2 separate regions of the Sus scrofa genome follow, and region 2 is linked to region 1. The links are chromatin contacts, called in public HiChIP or PLAC-seq maps. All regions are on one chromosome and are shown on one strand. The core of a region is the stretch at or near the end of the contact, and the rest is flanking DNA. Distances in the headings are between cores, read along the strand shown.

Region 1 (5,498 bases), core at 1,340-3,839:
CTCCTCCCCCCTCTGTTTGCACAACCACTTGAAGCCTTATCTGGGGCTCTCTGACAGGACTGTGTTGTGACAGGCAAACTGACTCTGGTGTCAGAGACAGGAAACCCAAAGCTGCATCTCCCTCTGCCTGGACAGTTGGAGAGTGAAGCCAGAGGAGACCAGAGACAGGGCAGCCCTGCTAACAGCGGGGGGTCAGGGAGTCGCCCTGCCGTCACCTGCCACAGGGGCTGGGGCAGATGTGGGGAGTCCGAGGGCACTATGGGGGCCCTTTCTTTCTCATCCCTGCCTCCCCCTGCTGCCTGATGCTGGATTAACAGGAAGGAAAGAAAAGTATCTCCATTGGGCTCATGAACATGACCTAAACCCTTTTTCAGGGGGAATAGATGCCAAAGTGCTACTTCCTCAGGGGACACTGTCACCTGGCTGGGCAGGTAGGAGGGGCTGGAGCAGTCAGGTCCTGCTGGGAGGGCAGCCATTCTGACCCATCAGGCCCTGTTGTCTGTAGAGCGGAGGCCCATTACATAAGCTCCAGCTGACTTGGTAGAAGCATGACTAAGAAAACTTTCCAAAGACAGTTGGTGGCCCTCCACCCCCTCGGAGTGGTGAGAACGACCCCCACAGAGAGGGGGGCAGAGACTAGGGCTCCTCGCTCCAGGACTTGACTCATCGCACACACAAACACTCCCCAACACTCTTTCCCAAAACGGTTCCCCTCCCACCCGTCCACCCTCCTACCCGGGCTGGTGACAAAAAGAACACCCCAGAGATCTTGCCAAGTTCTGGGCCAGGCTGAGCCCAAGGAACACGAAATTCCCCACAGAGTGGGAGGCCAGATCCCCACCAAAGCAAACAATATCCATTCAAAGGACAGCTACCTTCGGACCCCACCAATGTCACTGTGTTGTTTCTCACATAGCCAGTGCTACTCACCCTCAAAAAAAAAAAAGCTCATGGTTCTGTAATCAAATATTAATTAATTCGCTTGTAAAGATGTCTTAAAGATCAAACTTAACCCTAACTGCCTGGGTTAAGGTCTTGCCTTGGCCAGTCTGAAATATCCGGAATTCCTCTAGCTGGTCCCTTTTCTCTTCTTCACCCCTCCCAGAGCACTAACCCTGGTTTTCAGGGTTAACCCTTTCTGTTCTGTGCCCCATCCTCATGTGTGTGTCTGCCACTGTGAGCTCTTAACCTACTGAAATGGTCCACAGACACCTCGCCCTGCAACCCAAACAGCAAACCTGGACTTAAAGTCCGTGTCTGGAATTAGGGCTGAGTCGGTGGGTAAGGACTGTGATGGCAAGAGTGGCCACGAGGTGGTGCCCTGAGGCTGGCAGCTGGTCGCCGACACCTGCAGCTCCAGGCGGGCTGGACGACATCCCGAGAGGGCTGCAGTGGGCTTGGCAGCAGGGTCAGAGCGTGAGGAAGACCAGACCAGCGCTGCTCTCTGCTCTTCTCATCTCCTTTGTCAGCCATGGGACCGGGCGGTGGGATCCTGTTCTTCGAACCTCCTCAGGTGAGAACTCAGGTGGGAGGGCTCTTGGCGGGGTTGGAGGGGGGAGCCTGGAGGTGTGGGTGTGTCTCCTTGGGGTTTGCCCATGGGGGAGGGCAGGGTCAAGGGTGATTTTTTCCCTTAGTCTAACAAGCTTCTTGGAAACAAAGCCGGTTCTTGGAGGGAAGCCAAACCCTGGATGTTTGCTGCTGCCGCAGAATCAGACATTTTAGGGGGTTATCATGAGAGAGTTTGGATGCTTCTAAGAAGTGTCCTCTCTGATTTTCATCCAGAACCCAACCTTCACAAAGTCCACACAATCAAACACTTCTCCCACCTCCATTTCTGTAGTTAAATATGCATTTCCACAAATGTCATTTTCCAGACCCCCCCCCCCACACACACACATACAGCTTTCTGCAAAACACACTCAGACCTACACCTGCACACACAGGTCCATCCTCATTCTAGCCCCGCATTCCCCCCAACATGTCACCTCCCCACGCTTCCTCACACTGGCTAAGCATGCAGTCCATGTACATTTATCTCACAGGCATTTCTCCACGTGGAAGGGTAGACACATGCCTGTGTGCTCACCTGTGCACATACGCACAGGTGCACATCCCGAGAGGGCAGACACAGCGTGATGCAGAGGCAACAACAACCCCACACAGGGTGAGGCCTGAGCACCGTTTAACCTTGGCTGGGACCTAGTTTCCACGCTGGCTCTGAACTCCCCTGGGGGGAGGTAGACTTGGAGGAGGAGAACCTGGGACAGTCTGTCCTCAGCTCTGAGGAGAGAGAGATTCAGGCTTGGAATCAGTGTGAGGTCAGGGAGTGTGAGAAGACACGCCCGTCTCCAGGAGCCAGGAAGGGCTGCCTTTTGAGCTTGGCCTTCGCAGGTCAGCCAAGGGACAGGGTGCTTGCTGCAAGAACAGACGTTATAAGTGGGGGGTGCTGCGTGTGTTTAAAAATGGGAGACCTGCAGGAGGAGGGAAGGACCTAATTGCAGAGGTGAAAGGAGCAGTAGAGGACGGTGTGGACCAAGGAGCCTGATGAGGGTGGAAGCTCAGGAGATAGGGCGGGGCAAGCCTGGAGGGGAGGAAAGCTGAGAGGAGCCAGCTAAGGCTGTGGGAATGCGGGGCGGAGCCTACACCAACCGGACGGCGGCTCAGCCATTACTTACAAGCTCAAGCTCCCCTCAATCCTGATTAACGGGAATTAAGTGGCATATGGCTAATCCTCCGCACGCCGTTGGTGCTCCCAGCCCTGCAGAGGGACCGGTGTCCCTCCCGGCGCCCCTCCCCCGCCCCCACTCCCTCTCCACCGCCGGCAGCCGAGCGTCCACACCGATGGGACCGTCTCGCCAGGAGGTGGCCGCTGGACAGAATACTCATCGTTTGCACGTCTGCCTTTAGTTTTTCCTTCTTCCCATTGCATTCGTGTCTGTCCTTTCATGTAGATCATCACAGAGCACCTGTGAGGGACCGGAGACCCTGCGAGTCGCACAAAAGTATTAGGAAAACGAATGCAGAGAATTGGGAAGGTTTAACTCAGGACTGACCTCTCAGCGGCCCACTCTGGGGGTCTTCGCTCTCAGCCCAGCCCGACCCTGGAAGAGGGTAGCTTATTTGCTTCTGGAGGAAGGAAAAGAGGAGGGTGGAGTGGCGGGGGGAAGGAAGAATATAAAAGAACTGGAGAGAGGGGAACTTCCCAGGCAGACAGCCAAGGCAGAGCCAGGATTCCATTAGCCCAGATCCCAGCGCTTTGTGACTGGGGACCCCTGGCCGGACCTGAGATGAGATGATGAGGAATTGTGTGAGGAAATTGCCCTGAGAGGGTGGGGAGCTCGTCATGGAAAAGAGAGAAAGGGAGCATTTTAGGCAAGGTCCCAGCCCAATCCTTAGGGATGCCTGGAGGTAAGGCAAAGGAGCCAGGCTTCGTTCACCTCCCCACCCTGGGACACTGACTTCTGGGGCACTGGGGTGGAGGATAGAGAGTTTTGGGGGCCTCAGGAAGAGTCCTTCAAAGAGGGGTGGCCAGCCACCTGAGGGAGGGGACAGAAGCTTGGAGGACAGAGCCAGCACCCTCTGCTACTCACAGAAATCTCACTAGTTTAAGACCCTCCCCGCTCTCATAAAAGGTCATTAATTCAGATTTATGGAATGTTTCTTCCCTTTAGACGTTCACAGTCCAGAAGAAAGACAGTTACATGAGATACTATGATAGATGCTCTTTCAGAGATGCCTCCAAGAAACTTTGGACACAGAGTAAGGGGTTAATTCTCCCTTAGGTGTGTTGAGGGTGTAAGATGGGGCTAGCTCCCCTGTTAGAGAGCCTTCCCTGGTCCCCATCTCCTGGGAACACCATCCAAATGGCTTAGCCTGGCATCCAAGCCTTTGCCAGATACCCCTTCACCTGCTCTACTGATTTGGAAGTGGTATGCTTCACTTCTTTGCCTTTAAGGGATACCTCTAAATATTAAACTCTATGCTCTAATTTTGAAAGTCTAAACTTTTACTGTCCTCTCCATGCTCTAAACTTCTAACAACCCTAGTTTTTTCTGCTTTGTTTGTTTGGGGTGTTTGTTTGTTTGCTTGTTTGTTTTTTGGCTGCATTGGACAAGTGGAAGTTCCCGGGCCAGGGATGGCACCTGCACCGTGCCACAGCAGTGACCTAAGCCGCTGCAGTGACAATGCCAGATCCTTAACCCACTGCACCACAAGAAAACTCCCCAACTCTAGTTTTTGATGTTATTAGTGTCTAGTATTTTATCTTTTTTAAAAAAAGAAAAAAACTCACCAGATAGGTTATTACTATTATTATCCTCAAATTTTAGAGCCATTGCTTACTTATAGATGCCCATCTGCTCACCAGAGTTTTTGCTTATCTTTGCTTCTTTCATCCCATTGCTTCTTCTTTTTCTTTCTTTCTTTTTTTTTTTTTTTTTTTTTTTTGCCACACCTGCAGCATGCAGAATGTCCCAGACCAGGGATCAAACCCCAGCTACAGTAGTGACAACACTGGATCTTTAACTGCTAGGCCATTAGGGGACAACCCATTCCTTCTTTCTGAATAGTTTTTGTTGCAGAAATTCGGCCTCTGGGATTCCCGTCGTGGCGCAGTGGTTAACGAATCCGACTAGGAATCATGAGGTTTCGGGTTCCATCCCTGGCCTTGCTCAGTGGGTTAAGGATCTGGTGTTGCTGTGAGCTGTGGTGTAGGTCACAGACGCGGCTCGAATCCCACATTCCTGTGGCTCTGGCGTAGGCCGGTGGTTACAGCTGCAATTAGACTCCTAGACTGGGAACCTCCATATGCCACAGTAAGCGGCCCTGGAAAAGGCAAAAAGACCAAAAAAAAAAAAAAAAAGAAAAAGAAAAAGAAAAAGAAAAGAAAAAGAAATGCAGCCTCTGTCCACCGGTGCCAAATAGAAATGCAGAGACAGAGTTTTGGGCAAAGAAGAAAAAAAGTTTTATTGCTTTGCCAGGCAGGCTAATGTGCCCTCCTTTGAAAGAGAATAGGAGCTGATTTTATAGTTCTGGTAGTGGAAAATAGGGCCACAGATAAGGATCAGGGTAGATGCAAGTTTGCATTCTTTTTCAAAGCTGGTGTTTAGCGGCCCCCCAGACCTGTTCTGGTAGTCTTCCTTTTTTCTGGAATGAAAAATGCTTCATCAAGTGGTTAATGTCTTCCACTTGTTGGGGGTTTTAGTTCTGCAGAAGGACTCAGAGATATGCTTCGAGGAGGAACCAGGACCCTGCTCCCAGGCTCTTGACTGCTCTTCTCAGGTCTCTGCATCCCCTCCCTTCTCTGATTAGTACCTGTTTGCACTGCCCCTTGGAATTCTGGGAAGGTCATGGAGCCCGAAGGAGGCCTATTTTCTACAAACAAGAAATGGGGGACACAGAAGGCTTTTTTGCCTAGGAGTCCCACAGGACCCTGCTTGGTTTCATTTTTTTTCCTTTTCTTGTTCTGCTTTCCCTTTAAAGCACCCTTGAGTATTTCT
Region 2 (5,498 bases), core at 1,384-3,883, 88 kb after region 1:
ATACAGAATATCTTTCCACTTTTTGTGTCTTCTTCACTTTCTTTCAACCATGTCTTAGAGTGTTCCCATTGTTGCCCAGTGAACATGAACCTGCCGAATATCCATGAGGAGGCAGGTTCAGTCCCTGGCATCGCTTAGTGGGTTAAGGATCCAGCAAGCTGTGGCGTAGGTCAAGGATGTGGCTTGGATCTGCATTGCTGTGGCTGTGGTGTAGGCTGGCAGGTGTAGCTCCTATTTGACCCCGAGCCTTGGAACTTCCATAAGCCTCACTTTCAGCCCTAAAAAGCAAAAACAAAACAAAAACAAAAATCAACGTCTTATGGTTCTCAGTGTATAGTTCTTTTACCTCCTTGGTTAAATTTATTCTTAGGTATTTTATTCTTTTTGTTCCTATTGTAAATGGGATTGTTTTCTCTTTTTATGGCTGCACCCACAATACATGAAAGTTCTCAGGCCAGGGGTCGAACCTGTACCACAGCAGTAACCTGAGCTGCTGCAGTGATAATACTGGATCCTTAACCCACTGTGCCACAGGGAACTCCTGGGATTGTTTTCTTAATTTCTGTTTCTGCTAGCTCATCATTAACGTTTGGAAATACAACAGATTTCTAGATGTTGATTTTGTAAATTGCATCTTTACTGAATTCATTTGTTACTTCTAATAGTTTTTTGGTGGAGTCTTTAGGATTTTCTTTTTTCCTTTTTTTTTTTTTTTTATTGCCGAACCTGAATATTTGGCAGGATTCACCAGTGAAGCTGTCTGGTCCTGGACTTTTGCTTAGGGGGAGGTTTTATTACTGTTTCAGTCTCCTTACTAGTGATCAGTCTATTTATATTTTCTTTTTTCTTTTTAATTTTATATTAAAGTATAGTTGATTCACAGTGTTCCTTCAATTTCTGCTATGTAGCAAAGTGACCCAGTTATACATACATATATATACACATTCTTTTTTTCATACTGTCTTCCATCATGTTCTAACTTAAGAGATTGGACATAATTCCCTGTGCTGTACTGTAGGACCCCATTACTTAGCCATTTTATGTAGTAGTTTGCATCTATCAACCCCAAACTCCCGTCCATCCCACTCCCTCTTCCTGCCGCCCCCCCCGCCCCGGCAAACACAAGTCTACTCTCCATGTCCGTGATCTGTTTCTGTTTTGCAGATAGGATCATTTGTGCCATATTTTAGATTTTATGTATAAGTGATACCACATGGTAGATGTCTTTCTCTTTTCGACTTACTTAGTATGAGGCTGTCTAGTTGCATCCATCTTGCTGAAAATGGCATTATTTTGTCCTCTTTTATGGCTGAGTAGTATTCCATTGCATGTATGTACCATATCTTCTTAATCTATTCATCCAATGGGCATTTGGGTCATTTCTATATCTTGGCTATTGTGAATAGTGCTGCAATGAATATAGGGGTGCATGTATCTTTTTCAGTGAAAGTTTTGTCTGCATATATGCCTAGGAGTGGAATTGCTGGATCATATGGTAGTTCTATATGTAGTTTTTTGAAGTGTCTCGGTATTGTTCTCCATAGTGGTTGTACCAGTTTACATTCCTACCAACAGTGAAGGGGGGTTCCTTTTTCTTCATATCCTCTCCAGCATTTGTTATTGACTTGTTAATGATGGTCATTCTAACTGGCATGAGGTGGTAACTCATTGTAGTTTTGATTTGGATTTTTCTAATAATTAGTGACGTTGAACATTTTTTCATGTGCCTGCTGGTCATCCGTATGTCTCTGGAGAAATGTCTATTCAGGTCTTCTGTCCATTCTTTAATTGGGTTGTTTGTTTTTTTGCTGTTGAGTTGTATAAGCTGTTTATATATTTTGGAGATTAGGCCCTTGTCAGTTGCATCATTTGCAAAGATTTTCTCCCATTCTGTGGGTTGTCTTTTCATTTTTTTAATGGTTTCCTTTGCTGTGTAAAAGCTTTTGAATTTAATTAGGTCCCATTGGTTTATTTTTGTCTTTGTTGTCATTATTTTATGAGAAGGATCAAACAAAATATTCCTGAGATTTATGTCAAAGAGTAGATTTTCTTTATGATTCAGTCTTAGAAAGTTGTATGATTCTAAGAATTTGTCCATTTCCTCTAGGTGTTCCAGTTTTTTGGTGTATAGCTGTTTGTAATATCCTCTTACAATCCTTTGTAATGAAGTACATTCTTAGAGGAAGAGTTTTGAAAACTCTAGGAGGTTTGTTCTGGGACTAAGAAGAAAAGTGCACTCTGAGAATTCTTCTCTTCCTTGGAGTTCCTTCCAGTGAGGTTCAGACTGAGGGAAGCAATCACCCTGCTGTGTCTAAGCGACTTTGTTTGAAATGTGATATTTTTCTATCCTCTGTGATTAGTGATTGTAGCCTCTGTGAAGGGAAAATCTGACTTTGGTTGTGGGTTCTCTGCTATATTAGAGTTGTATCGTCTCTGATTTTACTTTTCTTTTTTCCTTCAGGCTGCTTGACAGGGGCCGTGAATCTCAAATCCAGCAACCGAAACCCAGTGGTACAGGAATTTGAAAGTAAGTACTAGGGAGGCATTCAGCGAATGGGCACTACTTGGTAGACTTGCAGCCAGTGAGGGACAGAGGCCCACGGATGTTTCATGTCCAAAAGCTGGAGGTGGGGGTGGGGTTTCTTAGCGGACACGGTGCCAGGATAGCACTGCTTCAGTAGCCTCTGGGGAGCTCTGCAGGCTTCCTGTTGGCTAAACTCTGATTCCTGGCCTAGCTTTGCATTTACACAACCAACAACATTCTTATATACAAGAATATATATCAGGGGAAGCATGTACTCTCTTTAGTAAAAGTCTCTGCTAATCATCTTAATTGTTTTTCTGGCTAAAATTAAAGTCTCTTGGAGCCTGGAGCTAGCTAGATTTTTAAACTGCAGGACAGACCTAAATAGATGTAGCTTGCAGGGTCTGAGTATACAAGTTAACCTAACATTGCTCCACAAACACTAAGAGTTCTTTTTTTCCTCTTCTCATTAGGTGTGGAACTCTCTTGTATCATTACGGATTCACAGACAAATGACCCCAGGATTGAATGGAAGAAAATTCAAGATGAACAAACCTCATATGTGTTTTTTGACAACAAAATTCAGGGTATGATCCTGTGGTCCTTTCCTTTGTACAGAAGGCCCAGGCATGCATTTGTGGCCAAGACTTTGCTCTGACTGGACCTGTGTGTGTGGCCAGGATTGGTTTTCTGTCTTGTTTTACTTATGGAAAATTCAAGCTTGCAGTAGTGAGAATGGTGAAGGGAGCCTCCCTGAACGTGTCACCTGGTTCAGTAAATATCACTTTGTCAGTTAGAGTTTTAGCCCACATGCAGCCATCATTTTGAGGTATCAGAGGAAGGTTTTCCTATGCCACTTCCCCATCATGACCCACAACATTATAAGCTAAATGACTTATAATGAACCCTACGGAGCAGCAGGAGGAAAGCAGTGTCCACTGTGCTCCTCCTAGGAAGGCAGTCAGCTGGATGTCAGCACCCTCGCATGACAGGGGCAGCTCAGTGGTCAGGGGATGCTTCCCCAGGAGTGCCATCCAGGCGGAGGTGTCAAGGGAGGTGAGCTGGTCAGGCGGGGGCTGCAGGCAGGGGCTGGGCCAGGAGCACATGCAGAAGAGTGGAAGCAAAGTGAGCTTCTAGGAGGAACCGCAGGCTCAGCTGTGAGCCAGGCGAGGGCAGGAACTGAGGCCCCAGGCGCTTGAAAGCTCTCCCCAGGACACCGAGGTGGTTGCTCTGCAGGGCAGGGCCCAGTTCGGGATTCTTCTGCAGAGGCCAGGAGTGAGGCCAGGGTCATGTGGAGAGAGCTGAGAGGAGCTGAGATGGGGTGGGGCGGTTACTCCCAGGGAGCAGTGTGTGTGAGGGGGTCAGCACAGCTTCAGAGGTGATGGGGCAGAAGGCCACCACAGGCCCTCTGAGAACTGACTGGAGGTTTCAGGGAAGGGAGGGAGGCTTTGTGGAAACAACCGAAGCCCCTGACCTTTCTGCCTCAGCTCCCCCACATCATCAGGGGTCATGGGCTCTTAGAAATAGCTTTGTTTTCCCACAGTGTCCTCCCCGCCTCTCATTTTTTGTAGAGATGGAATTGTTACTCTCTGGCAGCCTCATTGGGCGATTCCTGATGAGCCCTGACCGGGTGGGAATGTGTTTCTGGGAATTAAACACCTTCCTCTTGGAGGGGAAAGGGGAGGGGTCCGTACCATACAAATTAGAGGCCTGGACAAAAGCTTGAAGCTCATGGTCTCCTGCTTTATGCGGATTTGTCTTGACTGTTTCCTCATATGGTGGACATTCTGACCCCGATGACGACCAGATGACAGCCTTCCCCGTAGAAAGCACCTTTGGAAATGTTCGTCCTCTTATCACGAGCCTTTTGCTGTGGTTATTACGTTCTGGTAAATCTTTCCTATACTTGTCACCAGTTGGCAGGTTTAGTAATAATTCAGTCCTCATTTTTGTGTCAATTTTTTTTCGAATTCCTTCCCTATTTGTCACTGCCTGGGATCTTAATCCTTTGAAAAGAGTTACTATGTCTTTTAAGTGTTTTAATTGAGATACAGTAATTCATATTCTGTTTTGAAGTGTGTACTGGGTTAATACATTCAGCAAAGATAATGTGACCACAATGTCAAATTCCAGCACTTCTTCCCCTCCACAAAGAGACCCTGTGTCCACCCCGTTTCTCTGTCTGGCGGCCCCCGAGCTACTTTGTCTCTGGATTTGTCTGTTCCGGATGCTTCCTATAAATGGAATCACACAGGATTTGGTCCTGGCTTCTTTCACTCAGCATATTGTTTTCAAGGTTCATCTGTGCTGTAGCAAGTGTCTGTTCTCTGTTCTTTTTTCTATCAGTGAATCATATTGTTGTAGATATGCCACATTTTATTTTATTTTATTATTTTGTTGTTGTTGTTGTTATTGTTGTTGTTGCTATTTCTTGGGCCGCTCCCCGCGGCATATGGAGGTTCCCAGGCTAGGGGTTGAATCGGAGCTGTAGCCACCGGCCTACGCCAGAGCCACAGCAACGCGGGATCCGAGCCACGTCTGCAACCTACACCACAGCTCACGGCAACGCCGGATCGTTAACCCACTGAGCAAGGGCAGGGACCGAACCCGCAACCTCATGGTTCCTAGTCGGATTCGTTAACCACTGCACCACGACGGGAACTCCAATATGCCACATTTTAAATCCATTTCATCCACTGCTGTATATTTGAGTTGTTTCCACTTTCTGATTGTTACCATGATATTCATAAACATTGTACCAGTTTTTGTGTGAATGCAATTTTGCACTACTTGGGAATAATGGCCAGGAGTACAATTGCTGGGTTGTTTGATGTCACATGGATAATTTTTTAAAGAAACCACCAAACTGTTTCCCACCATGGTGCACAGTTTTATGTTCCCTCAGCAGTGTTTTCTCACGTCCCCCAAACACCTGGGTGATCCATCATTTTGATTCCAGCCATCCTAGGGGCTG

The links. HiChIP or PLAC-seq counts read pairs in DNA pulled down with a chosen protein or histone mark.
Region 2: a contact with region 1 is called in an H3K27ac HiChIP or PLAC-seq map of skeletal muscle. The contact joins two enhancer-like sites. A contact is called at or near these places in 3 of 47 Hi-C or Micro-C datasets (embryonic fibroblasts and skeletal muscle) and 1 of 2 datasets of contacts at active chromatin or transcription factors (skeletal muscle).

What each region holds. Positions count from the first base shown.
Region 1 is chr9:60,612,107-60,617,604 of Sscrofa11.1, forward strand. No RefSeq gene overlaps it. Among named protein-coding and RNA genes, the nearest start is that of JAM3, 14 kb to the right of the region's middle. Within about 2 kb of position 2,590, at least 40 of the 83 cell types and tissues checked have an H3K27ac peak or open chromatin away from gene starts, as enhancers often do. A contact at or near this core is called in skeletal muscle, where this site is marked.
Region 2 is chr9:60,699,793-60,705,290 of Sscrofa11.1, forward strand. JAM3 (junctional adhesion molecule C) reads left to right here. Exons shown (of 9, transcript XM_021063173.1): 2 at 2,462-2,527; 3 at 2,998-3,111. Among named protein-coding and RNA genes, the nearest start is that of JAM3, 73 kb to the left of the region's middle. Within about 2 kb of position 2,634, at least 6 of the 83 cell types and tissues checked have an H3K27ac peak or open chromatin away from gene starts, as enhancers often do. A contact at or near this core is called in skeletal muscle, where this site is marked.